Linked DNA regions of Mus musculus: all the other regions are linked to region 1. The links are chromatin contacts, called in public promoter capture Hi-C and targeted proximity ligation maps. All regions are on one chromosome and are shown on one strand. The core of a region is the stretch at or near the end of the contact, and the rest is flanking DNA. Distances in the headings are between cores, read along the strand shown. Region 1 holds the start of Ehd1 (EH-domain containing 1). Region 2 holds the start of Kat5 (K(lysine) acetyltransferase 5). Region 3 holds the start of Bad (BCL2-associated agonist of cell death). Region 4 holds the start of Plcb3 (phospholipase C, beta 3). Region 5 holds the start of Fosl1 (fos-like antigen 1). Region 6 holds the start of Snx32 (sorting nexin 32). Region 7 holds the start of Ap5b1 (adaptor-related protein complex 5, beta 1 subunit).

The links. Promoter capture Hi-C pulls out the DNA fragments that hold promoters and counts their contacts. Capture Hi-C pulls out chosen DNA fragments and counts their contacts.
Region 2: a contact with region 1 is called in a promoter capture Hi-C map of liver, with 2.4 times the contacts expected there. A contact is called at or near these places in 4 of 39 promoter capture datasets (cranial neural crest, liver, neutrophils and 1 more), 1 of 484 Hi-C or Micro-C datasets (embryonic stem cells), 4 of 130 datasets of targeted methods (bone marrow-derived macrophages, memory CD8 T cells, neural tube and 1 more) and 2 of 9 other capture datasets (liver and pancreatic islet).
Region 3: a targeted proximity ligation map of extraembryonic endoderm stem cells shows a contact between it and region 1. A contact is called at or near these places in 3 of 39 promoter capture datasets (the 3T3-L1 cell line, the C10 cell line and neutrophils), 1 of 484 Hi-C or Micro-C datasets (B cells), 6 of 130 datasets of targeted methods (bone marrow-derived macrophages, embryonic stem cells, extraembryonic endoderm stem cells and 3 more) and 2 of 9 other capture datasets (embryonic stem cells and liver).
Region 4: a targeted proximity ligation map of pancreatic cancer cells shows a contact between it and region 1. A contact is called at or near these places in 7 of 39 promoter capture datasets (the 3T3-L1 cell line, cranial neural crest, embryonic stem cells and 4 more), 5 of 130 datasets of targeted methods (bone marrow-derived macrophages, extraembryonic endoderm stem cells, large pre-B cells and 1 more) and 2 of 9 other capture datasets (adipose tissue and embryonic stem cells).
Region 5: a targeted proximity ligation map of pancreatic cancer cells shows a contact between it and region 1. A contact is called at or near these places in 1 of 39 promoter capture datasets (liver) and 1 of 130 datasets of targeted methods (pancreatic cancer cells).
Region 6: a contact with region 1 is called in a targeted proximity ligation map of pancreatic cancer cells. A contact is called at or near these places in 1 of 39 promoter capture datasets (pre-B cells) and 2 of 130 datasets of targeted methods (embryonic forebrain and pancreatic cancer cells).
Region 7: a promoter capture Hi-C map of cranial neural crest shows a contact between it and region 1. A contact is called at or near these places in 4 of 39 promoter capture datasets (the C10 cell line, cranial neural crest, liver and 1 more) and 1 of 130 datasets of targeted methods (pancreatic cancer cells).

Annotation. Positions count from the first base shown.
Region 1 is chr19:6,275,307-6,278,508 of GRCm38.p6, forward strand. Ehd1 (EH-domain containing 1) reads left to right here and starts at 1,590. Exons shown (of 5, transcript NM_010119.5): 1 at 1,590-2,072. The coding sequence starts at 1,669. It overlaps Gm14963 (predicted gene 14963), which reads right to left and starts at 1,272. Exons shown (of 2, transcript NR_168273.1): 1 at 987-1,272.
Region 2 is chr19:5,608,779-5,611,578 of GRCm38.p6, forward strand. It overlaps Kat5 (K(lysine) acetyltransferase 5), which reads right to left and starts at 1,316. Exons shown (of 14, transcript NM_178637.2): 1 at 1,240-1,316; 2 at 1,074-1,140; 3 at 685-753; 4 at 458-594; 5 at 24-179. The coding sequence starts at 1,251.
Region 3 is chr19:6,941,251-6,944,046 of GRCm38.p6, forward strand. It overlaps Bad (BCL2-associated agonist of cell death), which reads left to right and starts at 1,312. Exons shown (of 4, transcript NM_001285453.1): 1 at 1,312-1,374; 2 at 1,617-1,796. The coding sequence starts at 1,625. It also overlaps a transcript of Gpr137 not described here.
Region 4 is chr19:6,968,191-6,971,245 of GRCm38.p6, forward strand. Plcb3 (phospholipase C, beta 3) reads right to left here and starts at 1,624. Exons shown (of 31, transcript NM_001290349.1): 1 at 1,357-1,624. The coding sequence starts at 1,455. Gm52400 (a long non-coding RNA gene) reads left to right here and starts at 506. Exons shown (of 3, transcript XR_003952919.1): 1 at 506-654; 2 at 1,804-1,910.
Region 5 is chr19:5,446,364-5,449,552 of GRCm38.p6, forward strand. It overlaps Fosl1 (fos-like antigen 1), which reads left to right and starts at 1,335. Exons shown (of 4, transcript NM_010235.2): 1 at 1,335-1,692. The coding sequence starts at 1,588.
Region 6 is chr19:5,509,098-5,512,366 of GRCm38.p6, forward strand. It overlaps Snx32 (sorting nexin 32), which reads right to left and starts at 1,420. Exons shown (of 13, transcript NM_001024560.3): 1 at 1,236-1,420. The coding sequence starts at 1,274. It also overlaps the pseudogene Gm31166.
Region 7 is chr19:5,566,669-5,569,751 of GRCm38.p6, forward strand. It overlaps Ap5b1 (adaptor-related protein complex 5, beta 1 subunit), which reads left to right and starts at 1,356. Exons shown (of 3, transcript NM_001362046.1): 1 at 1,356-1,415; 2 at 1,772-1,939; 3 at 2,036-3,083. The coding sequence starts at 1,790.

The sequences.
Region 1 (3,202 bases), core at 340-2,839:
AAAGAAGAAGCCTGGCCCAGAGCCTGCAGGCAGGCTGGGATTTGCTTGTCTCTGGCAATGATCTCTGAACCTTCCCACCTTGCCTTCTCTGGATCCCACTTGACTGAGATCCCTCAATATACACACGGCTCTTTCTTCCTGTGAGATCCCACTGTTTTCTCCCCGCCTAACCCCACATAGGTGTCTAGCTCACAGGCTTCCAAATCAAAGTTTTCAAGTGGGATCCAAGGCTTTCAAGTTCCCATGATTTTCTGTTGGCTCTAGTGCTGTTGGGGATGGGCCCTACTGGCTTGTGCACGCTAAGCAAGTGCTTCTACCACTAAGCTATGAATTTAGCCTCATCGATAAATATTTTGTCTTTTTTTTTTTTTCTTTTAAGACAGCGTCTGTTGTCGAGGCTGGCCTCAAATCGATGGGTTCAAGTGATCCTCCAACCTTTCCAAACAGTTGAGACCACAACTGTGTGCTAAACAACTCCTCCGGTGCCTTTTAGACTTCTCCAATGGCCCTTAGATCCTCCTGCCACTTGGGTGACCTGATATTAGTTACCTAACAATCATAGTCCCCAAATCTCTGACATCACCCACTAGACACCAGCAGACACAGCCAAGGGGGCTTAGGTGTGGCCAGGTATGATGGTGGGGAACAGCTACCAACTGGAAACAGGTTGGGACTCAGAACGGAACAAGAGATGGTACTGGTGGTGTCCCTGACAGGAAAGCGGAAATTTTGGGGCTTTTAATTTCCCCTAAGTTCCCACAACATTTCATTGTTGCTCAACACTGCCCCTCTTCCTTACAAAGGGTATTTCCGATTTCACTTCCTCCAAACTCATCTAGCCAGAAAGCTGCAACTTTTTACCCCATTCCGCAGCTGGCACCGCCTTGGTGAAAACTCCCCGCTAGGTCACGTCAATTGTTTCCATTGCCGTGTCCCTCTCCCATCAGTCTGAGTGGAGTCCCAGCGCACTCTTCCTCCTTCCTTACCGATATTCCTCTTCCCGGTGTCCTGTACTCCCTCGGCTTTCCCTATTCCCGCTGTCCTGTCCCTCTCCAGAGTCGCTAAAAGACCAAAGGGTGAGGCTCCCGATGCTTTTGGGAGTTCCTAGCCAGCGGAAACACTGCAGTTGGGGAGCGCAGCTGAAGTACTTGGGGGTGTCCGGAAGCCCACACGTGCTAGATGGTGCTCAGACTTAGTACATCTCGACGCCAGACTCTGGCACCCGCGACCGCCACACTTCCACGAGCCATCCCTCGAGGGGCGGAGCAAAACAGGTGCGGTTGCCAAGGCACCGCAGCCACGAGCTCGCGATATTTGAAATCAGCTAATGGGAAGCAGAAGAGGACGTGGCACGCGAATGGGGCGGGGCCTGGAGGGCTCTTCCCCCGCCTCCTCTCGGGCCAGCCTCGAGGCGGCGGCCAGCGTGCGGGAACGCCGGGCTCCGGCTTATTATAAAGGGGCGGCTCGACGAGGTTCGCGCGACCCTCGGCAGAGGGCGCTGTCGTGGTCCTCACGCCGGCCCTCGAGCCTGCGCCTGCGCGGTGCGGGCAGCGCCCCGCCCCCTGCCCCTCTGCCCTCCGCCGGCCGGCCGGCCCCTCCTCGGCCGCGCGCCCCAGTCCCGCTCAGCCACCGCTCCGTCCTGTAGCAGCCAGCCCCGTCTCCGGCATCATGTTCAGCTGGGTGAGCAAGGATGCCCGCCGCAAGAAGGAGCCGGAGCTCTTCCAGACGGTGGCCGAGGGGCTGCGGCAGCTGTACGCGCAGAAGCTGCTGCCGCTGGAGGAGCACTATCGCTTCCACGAGTTCCACTCGCCCGCGCTGGAGGACGCTGACTTCGACAACAAGCCGATGGTGCTCCTGGTCGGCCAGTACAGCACCGGCAAGACCACCTTCATCCGCCACCTGATCGAGCAGGACTTCCCGGGGATGCGCATCGGGCCGGAGCCCACCACCGACTCCTTCATCGCGGTCATGCACGGCCCCACCGAGGGCGTGGTGCCCGGCAACGCGCTCGTCGTGGACCCGCGGCGCCCCTTCCGCAAGCTCAACGCCTTCGGCAACGCCTTCCTCAACAGGTACCCACCCCTTGCCCCCCAGCGCGAGGATACCAAAGGCCTCCGGAGCCATTGCCCCCAGCCGGCCTTTGTCTCCGAGAGCCCCCGCCAGACCCTAGGCGACCACTCCCAGGGACACCGGCTTTGCTGCGTCCCACTAACTACCCGAGAGAAGTTAGAGACTAGGCATCGTCCACTCTTCTGGCTTCTGTCATTCCCAGAACCTTCCAGGTTTTCAGTTTAACTCTCACATCCTCCTGCAGACCCCAGACCTACTTCCCACAGAGCGGGGGGCTGCTGTGAGAAGATGAACCATTGCTGTCCCCCCTTTCTTGTTCCTCATTCTGGAGGCACCCAGCTCATTCTCATGAATCCCCCTCCTCCTCTGGGGTCCGTTTTTAAAGTGTGTGTCCTGGGAAACCTCGAGACTTAGATGTTCCTTTTGCTAGTGTGTCACTCTCTGCGTCACATCTCCAGGGACCAGTGGTTTTGTGTAGGAAGGGCGCGGAGGCTATGCTTTGGTCTGCTGATTTGGGGGCAGCCCCCTTTGAAGGCAGGGGATGAAGGAGTCCCAACACCCCTCCTAAAAGCAGCACTTACGTGAATGCCAAACCAGCCAGGAGTACAGGAGACAACCCTGTCTCAAACACAACAAAACAAAAAAAGCTTAAGTCAGTGTTGCCTCAGGAGACTTCAGGGACTTCAGGGGGTGGTAACACTGTGGCTCCTGAAATGACCAGACCCATAGTCTAGGATAGATTGGATAGACTTCGTGTGTCTCCTGGAGTCTCAGCTTAACCAGTTCCCGGTGAGTTAGAGTCAGCCCCTCAGGATGCTATGAATGAATCACAGTGGCCTGCCTGAGGAGCTCTTAACACCCAGGATCTTTAAGGGCATTGGGGCATCCCAGACTCCTCCCACAGGAGGTATGACAGGACTCACAGACCCTGCCCTCTCTGCTCCCTCTTTCAAGGAGTGACTCTACATGCCTTTCGACTTCTGCATTCTGCCTAGGGGAACAGCCTTGGAAAGAATGTGAATCCTGCTTTCCAGGTCTCCGCCCTGTGTGAGCACATTCCTCTGTAGACACTGTCCGGCCCAACAGGGCGGGCCAGCTTGTTCTAGAGCAAGCTTGCTGCCAGGCCTGCCTC
Region 2 (2,800 bases), core at 66-2,565, 670 kb before region 1:
GTCCCTGGAATTGCTGAGGGTACCGTTGAGCGGTGGTTGGGTTGCAGGCAGGAGCTGGAGGAGAGCGGCTGGTCAGGCTCGCCACCTGGGATGGCCTCCCGCTCCTTGGGCAGGTTGAAGCGGAGTGTGATCTGGACCGGGATTGGCAAGGTCTTCCCGCTGGCCTGGGCGGAGGCCGGCTGCAGAGATAGGTCCAGGGTCTTCCTCTGGGGTGGGGATGGTGGTGGGATGGCGAAGGGGGGGATGGGCCCCTCAGCATGGAATCCCACCCTCTGCCTTCTCTAAAGCAAGGCAGTGCTGGACTCTGGAAGCTACGCCTGCAACTTGGTCCCCATCCTTTGCAAGCTGAAGCCATGGCAGAAGAATGCTGCCTCCTGCCCATTCAGGAACCCCTGAGGCCAAGAGATGCAAGAAGGAAGAGGCAGGAGAGAAAAGATGAAATGGGGGACCTACTCACCACCTCTCTTTCGGGAGAGCCGGGGCGGGACCCAGGAAGTCCGTTCTTGGTAGGTGTCTTGGCCTCTTTCTTGGGAAATTGGATCTTCTTTAAGTCCAGCCGCTCGTGAGTCACCCATTCATCCAGACGTTTGTTGACTGCAGCAGTGAAAACGGCTCAGGAGGGAATGCCAGAGGCTGCCCTCAACCCTCTCCAGCAACCCCACTCCATCCAGGCCCAGGACTCACAGTCAATGTAATGGACATAGAAAAGCTTTCGGCCACTGATGTCCTTCACGCTCAGGATCTCAGCCAGGGCTATGAGAACCACACAGACAGGGAGTCTTAGCCAGGGCAGGTCAGGAGACTCCACCCTTCGACCTGAATCCCACCTCCAGGCTGGAGGCCTGTGTCCCAGCACTCAGAGGGGCTGGTTCAAGACCCCTTTAGTCACCAAGTGACACCTCTCTCCAAGCCCCGCCCGGATCATCTCCGTACGTCCAAAAGCCACGCCCCTCCTCCCGAGTATCTGCGACCGCCCCGGGATTGCAGAAGCCCCTCCCCCTCCCGTGCGATCGTTGACTCCCTCCCGCCCCTCGCCCTCAGGTTCCTTGGACCCGCCCCCCGACGTCACTCACGCCACTCATCTTCGTTGTCCTGGTTGCGCCGCAGCACGGGCAGGCGGCAGCCCTCGATTATCTCCCCCTGGGGAGACAGCGCGGCGCCAGGGTCGGCTACTGGGGGGCCTCGGGCTCTACCCACCTCCCCTGGCTCCCTCCGCCCCGCCCCGGGCACCGGACTCACCACCTCCGCCATCTTCCCTCCCTCCACTGCCACTTCCGGCCCCTCTGGGAGACGTCACTTCCGGAGCTGAGTGCGCTATAGGCCCGAGCCCCTTGAAGCTGTTTGAAAGGGAAACACTTGAGAATCACTGCTAGCTGGTTGGTAGCAAAAAGCCGGCCCGTTTGGGGAATGGAAGAGCAGGACGTTGTAAACCTGAGGCCAAGTACTAGATGGAATCCCCGCTCCTCGCACAGCGATTGGAGGAACGCCGAGTCTGTCACGTGACGCCCACCGGGTGCGACGCCGGTCACTCAGATCATGTTTAGGCTTTGTCTAGAGGCAGTGTTCTGGCGAGCCTCTTAGTGGCAGTGTGAGGTGTCACCCTGAGTAAGAAGCTAAGGAGTGGGGTTTTGAACCCTGGGGAGTCAGTAGACCTGAAGGGATTTAGAGATCCACCCAGGTGTCTGCATAAGATTGCACAGGCCTGGGGGCTTAGCAAGATTTTTCCGTTAATACTGGATTTCTATTTTTAAAATAGTATATATGTGGCTGTATACATGGAAGGTTCAAAATTCCAGTAGGCATTCAGTCAACAAGAATGGATGTCTCAGTTGGTCTTCATTATACATCAGAATCCCAAAGAAGTAGGCGCTAATGACAGTGAAGGAGCGGACTTGTCAACGAGAGTGAGAGCAAGTAGGCAGAGTAAAAGCAGGCTGGCAGTGGAGGCAGAAGCAGGCGAAGCTCTATGAGTTGAGGCCAGCGTTGTCTACAGAGTCAGTTCCAGGACAAGCGGGGTTACACAGATAAGCCCTGTCCTGGGGGTGGCAGGGAGGAAAATCTTGTTTCATGTCTTTCTTTTAGTTTCCAGCAGAAGGTGCATCTTCTGACTTTGAATAACAAGAATAGGTTTGAATAACAAAGGTGTGTTCTCCCTCCTCAAAGATGTGAATTCAAAGTGGATCTTCCACCAAGCCAGCTTGCCAGCACTGGGGAGGCAGAGGCAGGCCTGGTCTACAGAGCAAGTTCCAAGACACCCAGGGCTACACTGAGAAATCCTCTTAAAAACACAAAGCAGTGGGTTTTCCCACTTCAGAGTAGGCAAAATTGTTCACGTATGTGTTCTTCCATTTTTGGGTTTTAGTGAAATCCAGATGTAGTCAAATGGACAACCAAAAATAACTATCACAGATATTGATAACATGCCTAAAGGGTGTAGTGGGGCCCTTTAGCCTTACTTCTAAGTGTTCCCAGTTTAAATGGTTTCGGGTCCATTTGGCCACTTTGAGAAGAGTTTATGTGCAGAAGTAAAGGATTGGTTTCATCACAGGAGCATTAATAATAACACTTGGATTTGATCTGTGTGCAAAATATGTTCAGCATAAGAAGTACTGAAAAGCCAATAGGCCTTTTGTTATTGTTTGTTCTGAGGTGAAGTCTCACTGTGTAGCCCTGCTTGGCCTGGGACTTGTCACAAGGATGACAACAGGCATATGACAGCACACGGCATTTTTCTCTCTTGTGAGTTCTGAGTTGTGCCATCTTTCAGAACATCCAGTCTTCCCCTGAGGAACTGAAGCAT
Region 3 (2,796 bases), core at 62-2,561, 670 kb after region 1:
CCGCTGCGGGGGCGCCCAACGCCCCGCTCTCCCCCTCCCCAAGCTTGGTTCCTCTTTCCCCTCCAATAATCCGGATTGGGAGGCTTCTTCCTCTGTCCTCAAGATTCCAGACGTGTTCCCCCACCGCGTCCACCCTCAGCCCCGGTGAATAAGAGGAAGTCGATGTCAGGTCTCAGGCCGCTGCGGGGTAAGCGGGATCCGGTCGCCGGGACACCGGGCTCCAGCTCCCCGGCTCCCTCTGCTCCGCCCCACTCCTGCGCCTGCGCGGACGTCCGTTCGCTACGTAAACTGCGTAGCGACCGGCAGGGACTCCGAAGCCATGCGCCGCGCCCGGCGTGCATCTCTTCGAGAATCGCCGCAAGGTGCGCTGCCGGCGGGTGTCCCGGGTTACGGATGGCGGCGGGCGGCCGAGAGTAGAGCAGGCCGCACGCAGCAAGCACCTGGGCTACCAGTGCCATGGACCGCCAGCTCTTAATGTTTGGGGACTACCATTTCCCACGCTTAGATTCCCAAATCCACATCGCGTTCGGCGTGCCCATATGGGGGGCGGCAACGACTTCCCCGCACAGGGTCACTGAAGGAAACTTCCGCCCACAACCAAGATGGTACCCGGACCCCGCCCCCTAGCTTCTGTCTGCAGGCCCCGCGCTCCGGCCCGGGGCAGCGTACGCACACCTATCCTGGCAGCAGAGGCCCCTGGAGCCCCACGGCTCGCCTTCCTGGGCGCCCCGTCCCTTCTTCCGCACCCGGGCGGCCATCCTGCCGTAAAGGAGCTCCCGAAATGGCGCGGGGGGTTGTCCCCAAGACGGGCAGTGCAAGGCCTCCACGATCGGGAAGAAGGAGCTGGTCTTCCCATCCCGGTCACTCGGTCCAGGGGGAGCAATAACCATCGCAACGACCATTGCATCCGACGGCCGAGCTTCAGTGAACGGCTCTATAAGTAATCACTAAGCTGTTTACAGAGTTTTCACCAGCTCCCCAGGGAGGTGTCATTAACCCCATTTTACAGGAGGGAATTCGGGCCCAGAAGGGCTGGAGGACTTATCAGCCGAAGCAGGCCTCCAGGATCCAAATGGGAACCCCAAAGCAGCCCTCGCTGGCTCCTGCACACGCCCTAGGCTTGAGGAAGTCCGATCCCGGAATCCGGAGCCTGGGGAGCGACGCGGGAGGAAGGCGGTGGAGACCAGCAGGTCGGCGCAGGGGTGGGACCTGGCTTGGGGTGGCCCCGCCTCCAGGCCGACCCGGGATTTACTTCGAAAACTGATTGGGTCAGATCTGTGACAGTTCTCGTCGCCCAGGAAACTAGGGCCGGGCGCCCTTAGAACTGGAGGGAGGAGGCAGGCCCGGGTCAGGGGCCTCGAGATCGGGCTTGGGGTGAGACCTATTCCCGGTCCTAACGGGCAGGGGGAGCGCACTAGTGTCTGGACAGAGCTCTGAAGAGAGATTTAATATTCGGGCGACAGCCAGGCAGACTGAGCAGACAAATGAGGGATTGGGAAGATTTGGGGAGTTGAGCTACCGTGGTGGGAGAGGGAGACAGGAGTACCTCTCCTCTGCTTCTCATAAACACTGTTTGCCTAGCTGTGTAGTGAGTACTTCTTACCTTGTCTCTACAGCCCAGAGTATGTTCCAGATCCCAGAGTTTGAGCCGAGTGAGCAGGAAGACGCTAGTGCTACAGATAGGGGCCTGGGCCCTAGCCTCACTGAGGACCAGCCAGGTCCCTACCTGGCCCCAGGTCTCCTGGGGAGCAACATTCATCAGCAGGGACGGGCAGCCACCAACAGTCATCATGGAGGTAGGTTCCTCACTACCATTATCTGCCTGTCCCATGCCCCCTGACTCTCAGGTGCCCCTTACGTTGCTGTTGCAGCCATACTTCCTAAAGATTCTTGGGAAGCCCCAGATAGCTCCTTTCATCAGATTGCTTCTTCTACAAACCATCACTGGGCTAATTCACAGAGATGTATGGTATGCCCTTAATGATTAAGCTGACTCACTGAATGCTGAAAACAGACCCCCTTATTATGTCCCCAAGATCAGTGGGAGGTAAGCAGAGCCCCAAAGAAGTGACTTTTCTCTTTATTTATTTATTTATTCATTTATTTATTGTATGTGAGTACACTGTAGCTGTCTTCAGAAGAGGGCATCAGATCCCATTACAGATGGTTGTGAGCCACCATGTGGTTGCTGGGAATTGAACTCAGTACCTCTGGAAGAGGAGTCAGTGCTCTTAACCACTGAGCCATCTCTCCAGCCCAAGAAGTGGCCAGTAGGTCCGTTCGTTCGTTCGTTCTTTCTTTCTTTCTTTCTTTCTTTCTTTTTTTAAAATGATTATTTTTTGGTTTTTCAAGACAGGGTTTCTCTGTGTAGCTCTGGCTATCTTGGAACTCACTCCTACAGAAAAACCAATAAATAAATAATAATAATAAAAACTAATAAAAAAGGAAGAAGAAAGCTGAAGGTTAAAAGAAGGGATGGGGGAGGGGACTGGAAAAATGGCTCAGTGGTTCAGAGCATTTACTACCAGGCTGGCCTTGAACTCAGAAATCCTCATGTCTCTGCCTCCCAAGTGCTGGGATCAAAGGCGTGCACCACCGCCGCCCAGCTCAGTAGGTTCTTTCTTACTCTATGGCTCGCCTTCAGCCCGACTATTCTTGCCCAGATGGGACAGGCAGGTGACCCTAAGTGACAAACAAGAGCCGTGTGAAGCTGGAAAGTGTGAGTGAGTGCCAAGATGGAAGGAGAGGCCTTGGAGATACTGGTTATACTCCCCACTTCCCATTGCTGACCCTGTA
Region 4 (3,055 bases), core at 374-2,873, 690 kb after region 1:
CTCGGTTTACAAAAGAACAGCAGCTGATCTGGGGACACAGGTCCCTAAACCCATGGGACTCATAATCCTTCAACTCTTAATCAGAGGACACCAGGTCCCAACCCCTCCAGGAGATTCCAAACCTTGCCCTAGGCCTGACCAGCTAGCCACCAATAGTGCTAGAAAGGGGGAAACTTGTGGGTACTGTCCCTGTAGCCCCTGTGGCACCATCTTCAGGGGCCTAACCTCCAAAGGCCACCCAGGGCTCTGGCTCTTCAGTTCCAAACTTTGTTCAGCACCCCCACCCCAACCCAGGCCCTCTCCTTGTTTCCACTTCCTTATTTGGGTTTATCACACTGCAAGGAAAAGGAGAAACTTTTCCCTTTAGTCTGGCCTGGGGGAAGGGGTATCCTGGGGCCCCGGGGGTACCCACCCTTGCCCAGCACACCTGCAGCTAAGGCCACGCCCCCAGCCCCTCCCCTTAGTTCTCACTCCTGCCCCACCCTGCCGGAAAGAAACCCAGCGTCTTCCAGGCCTATGGCCCGACTGGGAAGGAACAGTAAGGAAACTCAGGCCGCCTGAGTTGAGGCCCTAGGGAGCAAGGAGCCCAGGGGGTAGGAGAGGGAACAGTACAGAAACGTGGGTGAGACGTGATATCTAGATAAGAAGCCGCAGGTGAGTATCAGGGAAGTACCTGAGAGAAAGCAATAAAAAGTGGGGACCAGGATTTATTGAGGTTCAAAGTCACTAAGTTAAGGAGTGGGGAGCAAAGTTCCCAGAGTTGGAGGAACCTGGAAAGGAACAAAGTCTCCGGTAAGGGGTGGCTCGGTGCTCCCATCTGAACAGAAAGCTCGCTGGAATCCAGAAGCAGGACGAAAGGGTATCAACCAGGGCAGGCTGGAAAGGGATGACTATAATGGCTCAGGCAAGCGAGGCACTGAGAAGAGTAGGATCCCAGTGGCACCCCACCCAAGGCAAGGATGTCCTATGCCCCCATGGGGGTCCTGTGCCAGGAACAGGGGTCTGGGGACCAGACCAAAAACTAAGAACCAGCATGGAGACTTTGATATTCATCGTTGGCAAGGGTGGAAAAGAGTGAGAAGAAGGACAGGATTTACAGGGGTTCAAAGTCTCCATGCCAAGAAGAGCCCAATTGACCACAGCTACTGTCTTGCGGGGGAGAAGAGCGGGGACAACGACAAAGTCTTCAATTACCAGGACAACAGGGGACTCAAGTTTCCGGAGTGCAACAAGGCTGGAATAGGGGGTGAGGTGGTCAGGCAACACTGAAGTGGGGGTCCCTGGCATTCATCTAGTCGAATGTGACTGAAGGAATCCTTCGATCTAGGCAGAGCAGAGGACAGCCCACTCACTTACCTCGTCCCATTTGATGAACTTACTCCCGCGCCGCAGGGTCTCCACCACGGTGGGCGGCTCCAGCTGCAGCGCGTGGACGCCGGGCCTCGCGCCCGCCATGGCTAAGCCAGGGGCGGCTCGGGGACCTACGGAGCCCCGACGGGAACCGACGGTGCCACTGCTCTCTCCACACGCTCCCGCGCGGCCCGCTCTGGCCCCGCGGCGTCAGCGCCCGCCCGCCAGCCAGTCTGTCCCGGACGGACCGGAGACTCGGCGCCCGGCCCCGCCCCCGCAGAGCCCCGCCCCGTCGGGCGGTGCCGCCCCCTCCCACCGCTATGGTGCCGCCCGACCCACGGCGGCGCCCCCTCGCGGTTGGGGCGGCGACTGCAGCCAAAGGGATGATGGATGGAATGGGGGGGGTCTTTGTTGGCCGGCTGACTCAGTAGGACTCTCTTTTTTTTGTCTTAGATAAAGTGCTATTGAGGGTGCACCTGGAAAGACGGGTGTTGGAGCCGCTCAAGACATGCCAAGGTCAGCCGGTTGAGGACTCAGGTGGAAAAGGCGAAGATAATAAGGTTAGGGGACACAGACCCTTGTCCTCAACCCGACTCCTACCGCACTTAATGAGCTCAGGAAACGTCGTCACCCCATCTCTCTCCATCCCACTCCACCCGCGTGCCCTCACTTTGCCTCTCCCCCTCCTGCTGCAGCACAGTCCCCCCTCCCAGGGAGCACTTAGCTGGCTAATGGGCCTCCCGCCGGCAGGCGCCCCTCCCCCGTCCCTAGCTCTGGAGGCCTGGAGCTGCCACCTCCTTTGAGGACCCAGGCATCCTGGTTTTCCAGAGAAAACCTTGCCGCAGTTCTTGTGCTGCTGACCCTGTGACGGGAGCCAGTCTCAGTGAACCTCTTAGTTGAACATAGTGAAAGATGGTTGTTTGCCCAGAGGTGGCAGAAGCCTCGTGGGTGTCCCCAAAGGAGGGGTTGTGCAGCTCCTGGCCCACAGCAGGTGCCCTGAAATCTGTGTTCCAGTGATCTGAGGAACCGAAGGGGCAGACCCATGGGCACCGGCCGGGGTGGGGGCTGTAGCCCCCCCCGCAGGGCTTGGCTGGGGGGGCTCCTGCCTGGGGGCCCCTGTGGGAGCCCCCCCAATACAGAGGAGGCAGCAGCAGCAGGTTTAAAGTAGAACTCATCCAGAGGGGCCAGCCAAGTCACCTAGAAACCCAGAAAGAGTTGGAGCTAGCTCTGGGGGAGGAGGGTCGGCTAAGGAGGAGCTTCCCTACCGGCGCCTTTGCCCCAGGCGCTCAGGCCTCCAGAGGAGCCCTGCCTGGCACTGGCTGTCCTCCAAATCGCCATCATGGCGGCAAACTTAATGAATCTAGTTGTCTTTGGCTGTGGCCTTGTGCAGTGGTGTGATTGTTATCTCCACTTGAGGCCCAGAGAGGGGAAGGGACTTGCCCAAGGTCACACAGCTTCCTGAGAGGATTTAACCCCTCTTTCTGCTTCCTGCCTCTGCTCCCTGGTCTGTAGGAGAAAAGGGGGGGGGGTGCAGGCCTGTCATCTCCCTCCTCTTCTTCTTCCTTCTCCTCCTCCTCCTCCTTCTCCTCCTCCACAAGGACTATAAGAAAATACCCCTTCAGAGCTCCAACTACCACCCACCTCCTCCAGAGATCAGAACCATTAAGAGTGGAGATTGGCCTCTACCCACAGGCTTGCTTTCAAA
Region 5 (3,189 bases), core at 85-2,584, 830 kb before region 1:
GATGAGATATACTGGCCTCCAGGCCTGAGTCCAAACAGCAGAACCCCAGCCTTTGTTCCCAATGAAGACAGCCCAGGCCTCTGCTTCCCTGAGGACAAGTTTCTTCAGTCTCCATTGAGATGGAAGAAATCAGAGAAAGAGTTTTGGGACCCATGCTCTCCCAGTCTGCCATTCTTCGTGTACGTACAATGTAAAGGCTTGAAGCTCATGGCCTGACTTGGTCACCAGACTCAGCCACTTACTCAGTGGCCTTGAGCAACTCATTTCAATACCTGTCAGCCTCAGTTTTTCCCATCTGAGAAGTGGGGGTTATGATGGCATTTACCTCCTCAGCACACCTGGTCAGGACCTCACCCGTATCAAGGCCTTTCACATACTTCCAAAGTGGGCTGGTGACACACATAGTACTGGAGGAGTGCCTCCAGTCAGACCTTCAGTCAAGAAGCCTTACTGACTGTGTCTCAGGACACCTATGTCCTTCTGTAGGCGCTCTCTGCCTGTAGAGGCCTGGATTAAAGCTTGTGATAGCTCCAGAGACGGTCTCAAACATGTAGCGCCTTCTATCTGTGGGTACACTAAATGCCACTTCACGTAGTATTCAAATATAACAACATTTCATAACCCTGGTTTGTCAATAACCTTTCAGTCTATCAAAAACCTTGACAACAGTTGAAACTGGGTGTGGAGGGGCACATTTGTAATGTCTGCCCTCCACTTGAGAAGTGAAAGCAGGTTATTCTAAGCTACATAAGGAGTTCAAGGCCAACCTGCACAACAAGAGACCCTATCTACAAAAGCCAGGTGTGATGGTGGCACAGTCCAACACTTGAGAGGTGACGGAAGGATCAGGAGTTCAAGGGCAGCCTCAACTAGATACCTGAGACCCTGTCTCAACCAACCTCCCTCCACAAACCACAAGCAAAGCAAACTCAACTAAAGAAACTTCTCACCCCACTTGAGAGGAGCGGTCTTAAGTCAGGACTGCAGACTTGGGTGACAGTTGGAATGATTCTCTCCAGGTAAATAATGATGATGATAATAATAACCCATATTTATAATTCACTTCCCAGCTTTCAGACACTCTCCCCGTTCTTCTTTCTAAGTCTTGGCGCGAGGCCAGGCGGCCACAGGATTTTGTTTCGCCCTGTGTTGGGAACCTTGGCTAGTCTGAACGGGGCGGGGCGCAGTTGCAAGCCCCAACTTCGGCAAGGTGCGTCAGGGGGAATCCTCGGTGCACCTGGGCGCGGCAAGGAAATTGCACCATGTATGGGCAGCTGCGTCAGAGGGGGGCGTGGCCGCCGCGGATGCTAGGGGACGCCAAGTCGGTCGCTTTCTGTCTGTAGAGGCGGCTTGCCACCCGAGCAGAGGGTCGTGAAGTTCCGAGCGGACCGGTCCACAGAGGTTCATCTGGAGAGGTGGGTCCCCTGCGAGGTGAAAGGCGCCGCTGAGACACGCCCCCACCCCCCGTGGTGCAAGTGGTTCAGCCCAAGAACTTTTCATTCATAAAAAAGACCAGACTCCGAGAGGCGCGAGTGAGTCAGAACCGCAGCCGCCAACGCGGACCCTACCGAACATCCAGCCCAGGGCATGTACCGAGACTACGGGGAACCGGGACCGAGCTCCGGGGCTGGCAGCCCGTACGGTCGCCCCGCGCAGCCCCCGCAAGCTCAGGCACAGACCGCCCAGCAGCAGGTGAGACTGGCCGAATCGTCGGGGGGGGGGGGACCTGAGTTTGGACAGCATCAGGGATGCTGGGATTAGTCTAGTTTGCTCCGGGATTTGGACTGGGGCCCCGAGCAGCATCTGACTCTGGTGGTCGCGACCGAGGATCCTGCACGTTCTGTGTGGTCGGGGAACCTATGTACCCGGTGGCCAAGGGGACGAGCGCAGCGGGAAGCGCGAATATCTGCGAATTCCCCTTCTCGCTCGCCCGTATCTCCCTAGCTGACTGTCTTTCTGCCCCTCCGTCTCCGTTACGGTCTTACATTTCCTCCTATCTGCCCCTAATACGCTGTCCCTCTAAATACCTGCCCCATCCCTGCCTGGACAGGATCAGAGGTGTTCTCCATCTCCAGTTAATAACTGGGACCTGGGGTCTGGGCACATAGAGACGGGGTCCATCAGAACTCAGCCGGGACAGAGAATTCTTAGCAGCCTGTCCGAGGCTGTCCGTGTGTTGCTCTGGTTGTCCGTGTCCCTTTATCCGGTCAAGTCCTCATCTCTTTGTGCGCAGTATAGAGCCCATGGGCCCCAGGCAGTGGTTCCGAGGGGTTCCTGGAGACCACGAAGTGTTGGGATGTGCGCGGGGTCACCTGCCCGGCCACACTCGCGCTCCACATTCTCGGCACCCGACGTCTCTCACTGCTGGATAGGGGCACTTGAGAGGTTGCAGGTGTCCATTTCCTGTCGAGGGGCCGCGAGCACGTGTCGCCAGGGGAGGGAAGGAGCTGCGTCCGTTTCGCCGAGTCACAGCGGGCCGAGTCACTGAGGCTGAGTCACCCTGGGTGCCCCTCCCTTCCTGGCCCCAAACGGCCCCTAAGGACCGACGACCTGGGAGCGAGAGATGCCCCTGGCAGTGCTTCTAGCCCAGAACGGGGGTCACTGAGATGCTGGGTCCCCCAGTATTGGGCTGGGGACATAGCTGTCCAGACTTGCCTAAGCATGTGAGGTGCTTCCTGGACTGGAGGGGCCCCACATCCTTAGCTCACAGAGCTTGAACCCAGTTTTCTCTCCCAGAACGCTGAGCCCCCACCCCCACCGACACTCAATCCCAACACATGCCTCAGATTTCTGCAAGAAAAGGAAGGAAAGGATGCCAGACCCCTTATAGGAGGCTTTTACTCTCTTCACTTTATTTCATGGACTTAAAAAACCCCATCAATTTTGAACTTTCAAGTTTTTAAGTCGACAGCTAGGCATGCATTTAATCCCAGCATTCAGGAGGCAGAGGCAGGCAGATCTCTGGGAGTTTGAAGCCAATTTGGTCTACAAAGTGACTTCCAGGTCAGCTAGAGCTACATAATAGAGATCCTGTCTCAAAACTTAAAAAATAAAAAACAAAAACAAAAGCCGATTAAAACTCTGATTTCTGAGCTATGAGAGCTGGCTTCTCAACAGCAATGGAACGTTGAATGATGTTAATAACAGGGAAACTGAGACTAAATAACATGCCCCAGTCTCAAAGCCCAT
Region 6 (3,269 bases), core at 170-2,669, 770 kb before region 1:
CATATAATAATAAATAAATCTTTGGATCAGAGCGAGTGAGGCCGGAGCAAGCGGGGCCAGAGTGAGCAGAAGTCCTGAGTTCAATTCCCAGAAACCACATGATGCCTCACAACCACAAGTACAGCTACAGTATACTTATAAACATAAAATAAATAAATCTTTTAAAAAATAAATTTATGTATTTATGACAAACTCTCACACTGTAGTTCCAGCAGGCCTTAAACTCGTGGTTATCCTCCTGCCCCACCCTCATAAGTGCTGGGATTATATCTGGCTTCTAATCACTTTATAAACATGTTCTAAGCATACACACACACACACACACACACACACACACACACGGCATATGTACATATATACATCCTTTTACTATTGAGACAGGATCTCACTATATAGCCCTGGCTTGCCTATAACACTCTATGTAGACCAAGCTGGCCTTGAACTCATAAAGGTCTTCCTGTTTCTGCCTCTGCTTCTACCGCTGAAATTCCAGGATTAAAGGTGTGTCTCACCATGCCTGGCTATTTATATACATTTCTATATGAACATGTATAAACAGAAAGCCATGGCCAGCCCTCCAAATTCCATTTGAATCCCAAATGCCACTTCTTGGATTGTGTGACACTACCAAGGCAGGCTTTCTGCCCTCACTCCCCCCCTTCAAACACAGGCAGACTAGCTCTTTGCTGCAGCAGGACCCCTTGTCCTTGGTTTTCTTCTTGATGTCTATCTCTACTCTCACCCACTCTGCTTGACAGAGATGTGACTTTCAGAACACAGCACAGCAGCTCCATCCCCTATCTCTGTCCCAGCTCACTACACTCCTACCTCAAGTGAGAGTTGATGCAATCCAAAACAATGAAGCTCCCCAATAACTGCTGACTGAGGCTGAGAGGAATAAACGAAGAATGGATGGATGGTCTTACAAATATATAGGCACGAATACACAGGTGAGCCTGTAAACTCAACAGGACTCTCTCACCCTTCTCAGTCGCTTGCAGACTGCCTTGTTCTCCCCCATCACGACAGTACTGAGTTGATTTGGGGGAGGGGGCAGAGGCGGGATTCCATCTATGCAGGCTGGGACAAAAATCCTGATTATCTTTGCATCCTCAACCTGGCCCTATGCAGGGGCCTTAGAAGCGCCGCATTCCCGTGCTCAGATCTCTCTCCCTGCTTGGTATGGTATGATGAAGTGAGGTGGAGTAGGAAGACGTTTTATTTCCTTCCTTTACCTTACTCTCATTTCCAGCTTCCTGATGTTGCTCCTCCATGGTGCTCCTTAGCTGGGATATACAGGAATCCTACGACAAGCCACGGCCTGCGCGTTCCAAGAGCTTGGGTGAGGGAACCTTGTAGGGATGCTATCAGCTGACATTGACACTAGCTGCGGCCTCCCTGGGTGGGTCCCATTGCCCACAGCTGCTCCTTCTGATTAGACAGCAGTTTTACCACATGAGCCTCTATTGGCTTTGAGGCCTATCAATCTTACGTGGGCATTTAAGCGGCACCAGAAAGCCGGACCAGGATAGGCCAGGGCCTGAGGGTAGAGGTCACGTGTCAGTCCCGCAGGTGGACCCCTACGAATCCGGCCGTTCCGGGACCCGCCTTCTTCTAACGGGCACGAGCAGAGGCGCACATGCGCACTAGGGCAGCTTGGCGCCACCAGGCGGTGGGCGGGGCGGGGAGTCCGGAGGGGGGGCGAGGGTTGGGAGGGAGGTTTGGGTAGGGAGGAATGGGGAACTCGAGTGGGTCAGGGGGTCTAGGGACGAGGGCAGGCTGCAATGTCTGTGGAGAAAGCGCTTCCGTTCCAGTTTTCACACCCGGGCCAGAAAGTACGGAGTAAGCAGCTTAAGGAGCCGCGGGGACGCAATAAGGCCCGGATACCCCGCGCCCATATTCTTCGGGGGGACCAAAGGAAATCGCCACCGAAGTCACACTGCAAGAAGGCGCAAGTGAGAGAGAAAGAGAAGGTGTGGGTACCCTGGAATGGACTCATCGTGATTGGGAAGAGAGTGGAACTCTTGGACAGAAACGTGCAAAAGTCTAACCCAAAGTTGGAATCTGAGGACTGGAAGCTGGAGGGCACCGGGAAGAAGTTCTCAAGAGAGAAATCGGGCCTGCAACAGGAGGCAGTGGTCGCGAAGCTCCTGAGCAGTGTAAGAAGGGCGGTGCAGGCTCGAGCAAGTTTGGAGTATGACAGCCCAGAGATTTGGAGAGAGTTGGAGGATAGACTCAAAGCTGGTGTAACTACGAGTGCAGAGATGACTGCAGAGCGTGGGGAAAACTTGAAATCTAGGGACAGGTTGAGGACCACTGGAGGGGACTTGAGGTCCAGAGGGGATCAGCTGAGGCCGAATGAGGAACTGGAGTCTAGTGGAGAGAACTTGAAAAAACGGGTACCCATTGGAGACAAGGTGGTAGGCAGGGGAGAGAAGCGGAGGTCTTCTGCTGAAAAAATGGACAGTAGGGAGAGGCGGGGGTCTGTTGTAGAGAAAATGGACAGTAGAGAGAGGCGGGGGTCTGTTGTAGAGAAAATGGACAGTAGAGAGAGGCGGGGGTCTGTTGTAGAGAAAATGGACAGTAGAGAGAGGCGGGGGTCTATCAGAGAGAAGACGGACAGTGAAGAGAAGCGGGGATCCATTAGAGAGAAGGCGACAGAGAGTAGACAGAGGCGGGGGTCCATCAGAGAGAAGGTATCAGACAGTGGAGAGAGGCGGGGATCCATCAGAGAGAAGATGTCAGACAGTGGAGAGAGGCGAGGATCCATCAGAGAGAAGATGTCAGACAGTGGAGAGAGGCGAGGATCCATCAGAGAGAAGATTTCAGACACTAGAGAGAGGCGGGGGTCCATCAGAGAGAAGGTGTCAGACAGTGGAGAGAGGCGGGGGTCCATCAGAGAGAAGGTGTCAGACAGTGGAGAGAGGCGGGGGTCCATCAGAGAGAAGGCAAAGTTGAGTAGAGAGAAATTTAGATCCAGTGGAGAGAAGCTGAGAACTGGTGATAAAAATTCAAGATCCACTGAAGATCTACTGGAGTCAAATATTGAGGAGTTGGAGTCGGCTGAGGTGCAACTGAAAGAGCACTCGAGAACAGGAAGTGCCTCGGAAGAGACTATTGAAAGAGTGGTCAGTGTTACTGGTGGTGAAGGTGAGATGGAAAATCTGAGTCAGGAAATTCCTTCTGAAAGTGTAGAAGGGATGGATGGCCACGGAGGAGCCAAGACAGGGGCAGAAACTGATAGTCATGTCTTGGATGGAATGAGAGAG
Region 7 (3,083 bases), core at 106-2,605, 710 kb before region 1:
TTGGGCCTAATTAGCCGGGCGCCCCACCCCAAAGCTTCTTAAACAGGAGTCATCACTCCCAATTTATAGATGGGGAAACTGAGGCACCTAGAGGGAAGTGGTTTAGAGCTGTCGCCTGTGAGTCAGCTGTGGAGCCAGAGCCCAGAAGAGCAGAGACCAGGTCTTCTAGCTCCCCGTGCCTCCCCCAACGCCCCCATGTCTCCATTCTCTCTTCTTCTACCCTTGTTCTGGGGGCCCAGGCAGTCTTCTTTTTAGGACCCTACCTCACCACTCTCATCTGCAGCCAGGTCAGGATAAGGGGCTAGGAAGGAACTTGGGCCACCCAAAGGGACAAAGACAAAGAAATAGCCAGAGGCTAGCAATGGGGGCTCAGGTGTTTCATCTTCAAAGTGGCTAGCAGGAGGCTTTATAGGACGGTGAGTATGAGATTTGGACGACAGAAGGTCTGAGCCCCTGAAACTAGCGGGCCAGTGAGCACCCACAGCCTGGGACTCGCCAACAAGCCCAGATACAGTCCTCTGGACTCTAGTAGGTAGCGTGTGTACTACTTGGCCAGAAGTCTGGCAGCCCGGCCGTTGTCTTCTCAAGCCTTGGTTTCTCGGTTCATATTAGGTGTGTTACGAGCTGAGTGACCCTCCAGGCCCCGCCAACACGCACACCTAGAGTCAGGATCCCGTTGTGTTTCGGCTTCGCTGCGTCTTAAGGTCCCGCCCTGCTCGCTCTACTCTAGCGCGCCCGACCCCTGTAGGCAATCCGTGCGACTTCGGGCAAAGGTCAGCAGCTACCATCCGGCTGCGACCCTGGCCCCGGGTCCTCGCCTCCAAGCAGAGCGAGGTGGTCCCCCCCAGCACCCCCGACGCCAGGTCAGCGTTGAGGACGCCAAGCCAAGCCCTGCGGCGCCGGTTCGACCGGTCCCGCAGTGACCCACGCCTTGCTCTTCCTGCTCTGCCCTGGGACTGCGCCTCGCGCGCCACCCAGCGGCCGCCCGAAGACCCGCATTCAAGCAGCCGGGCCAAGCGCGCAGTCACCGGGCCCGGGCGGGAGGACTGGGGGACGCGCTGGCCGCCTTCCCGATCTGCCCAAGCCGCTGTTCTGCTCCAGGGCCTGGGAACGCAGTTCCATCGGGGAGCGGACCGGGAGCCCGGCCCACCAAACCCCGCCCCTGCCCGTGCCTGCGGCAGTTTCGGGGCAGGGGGCCTGCACGGCGAGACAGTTACTCAGACCTGGCGAAACCGGCGAGTCGGCACCTGCCGGCCTGGCGGGCGTGGCAGGCGGAGGCTCCGTTACGCCCCGCCCCCGGGCTCGCCCCGTCCCGGCCGCCCACGCGCCGAGCGCCGCGCCCCGCCCCGGCCCGCGCCGCCAGCCTGCCAGCCCGGAAGGAGCCGACCGAGCGCCCGCGGCAGCTGACTCAAGCGGTGAGAGAGGCCGACCCGTTACCACGGGCGCCAGGGGCGCGAGCGACGCTGTGGTTTCGATGCCCTTCGTAGGCGGGAGGCTTAATGAGCTCTCCGCACGCACCTTCTGGGCACCCCCACCCCGATCCTGCGGGTCCTATCCTGCAGGGGCCCGGGCTGTTGCTTCCGGCATTATCTCCGAAGCCTCCAGAGTTCATCTCGGGACCTAGGCATTGGGGGGCGGGGAGGGGTCTGCAAGACGGCCCTAGGGTAACAGCAGCCCCTCGGGAAGGTGGAGGACCTGGGCGCCCTCTAGTGGCCGTAAAGGCCTGCGCGTCGTCCTCGCCTCGGTGTCTGATGCTCTCTTCCCTTTACAGAGAAGTGGATGACTGACCATGGGGCCCCTAGGTCGAGAAGCCTGGGCCCAGCGCCTGGGGGCCTTCCGAGCCAGCCCATCCGCCTTTCTGGCAGGTGCCGAAGGTGAGGATTTGGGTCGCGACCTGTTGAGTGACCTAAGGAGTGAAAAGCTAAGCGAGCAGACCAAGGTAGGTCCTGCCCGTGTGCCCTGCCGTGGTCCATATGGTTGCTTCATACTACCGCATGCTGAACTCAACGAGTTCCTCTTAAATCCCCCATCTCAGGTTTCCTTACTGACACTGAGCTTGGAGTACTCTGATAAACTTTGGCCTGATGCACCTGCCGCGGAGGCTGCTGCCACTTCCCTGTTGGACACGCTTGTCCTCCTGCCCACAAGACCTTCAGCTCTCCGGAGGCTCCTGTTGTTGGCAGCCACTACAGCCCTGGTGTCAGGAGATGCTCTCGGACCCACTTCGGGAGCTTCCTGCCGGCTTCTGCCCTTACTTCTTGGCTTAGCTTCAGGCCGAGACTTGGGACGAAGCTTTGGAACCCCTTCAGAACAGCGCCATCTACAGGCCACAGCCTGTGAATGCCTTGGAGAACTTGAGCGCTGTAAGCCTGGGCTGCTGGCCGGCGCCCTGGGGATGCTGCGGAGCCTCCCAGGGCAAACAGGTCCCATCCAGCCTGTCAGCCTGCTTCTGGCCCTTGTTCTACACGACACCTTGGTGGTACAGTCCAGGTCTGGGGCTGGCCTGCAAGGCCTGCTGGTGGCTGAGGACTTCTCCACTGGGAGTTGTCCCTGGGACTGGACCCTGGCTGAGGAATGGGATGCCCATCTTAAGCCCCAGGGGCCCAGCTGGCCCACAGCTGGGGAGGAGGAGCGTGGCTTTCCGGTTCTAGAGCCCAGCCCCGAGGACGCCCGAGAGCTGAAGGCTGCCGTGGCCCAGCTTCTGGACACTTCCTATCTGCTCACTCCTGTGGCTCAGGCTCAACTTCTGTGGCTGTTGGGCTGGGCCCTCCGGGGTCTTCGGGGACAGCCACCAGTGCTTTTCAAGCCACAGCTGGTTCGGCTGCTGGGCACGGCACAGCTGACACTGTTACACTCAGTTCTGTCTCTGAAGGCGGCCTTTGGCGAGGCCCTGTTCACTGCACAGGATGAAGCTCTGCTCCTCCGCAGGCTCACCTTGGGAGCCCAGCACCCAGCTTTACCCTCGCCCACACACCTCTTTTACCTGCATTGCATCCTGAGCTTCCCCGAGAATTGCCCACTAGGTCCAGAGGGGGAAGAGGCTGCCCCGCTGCTGTTGGGGCCCCAGCTGTGCCGGGGCCTCA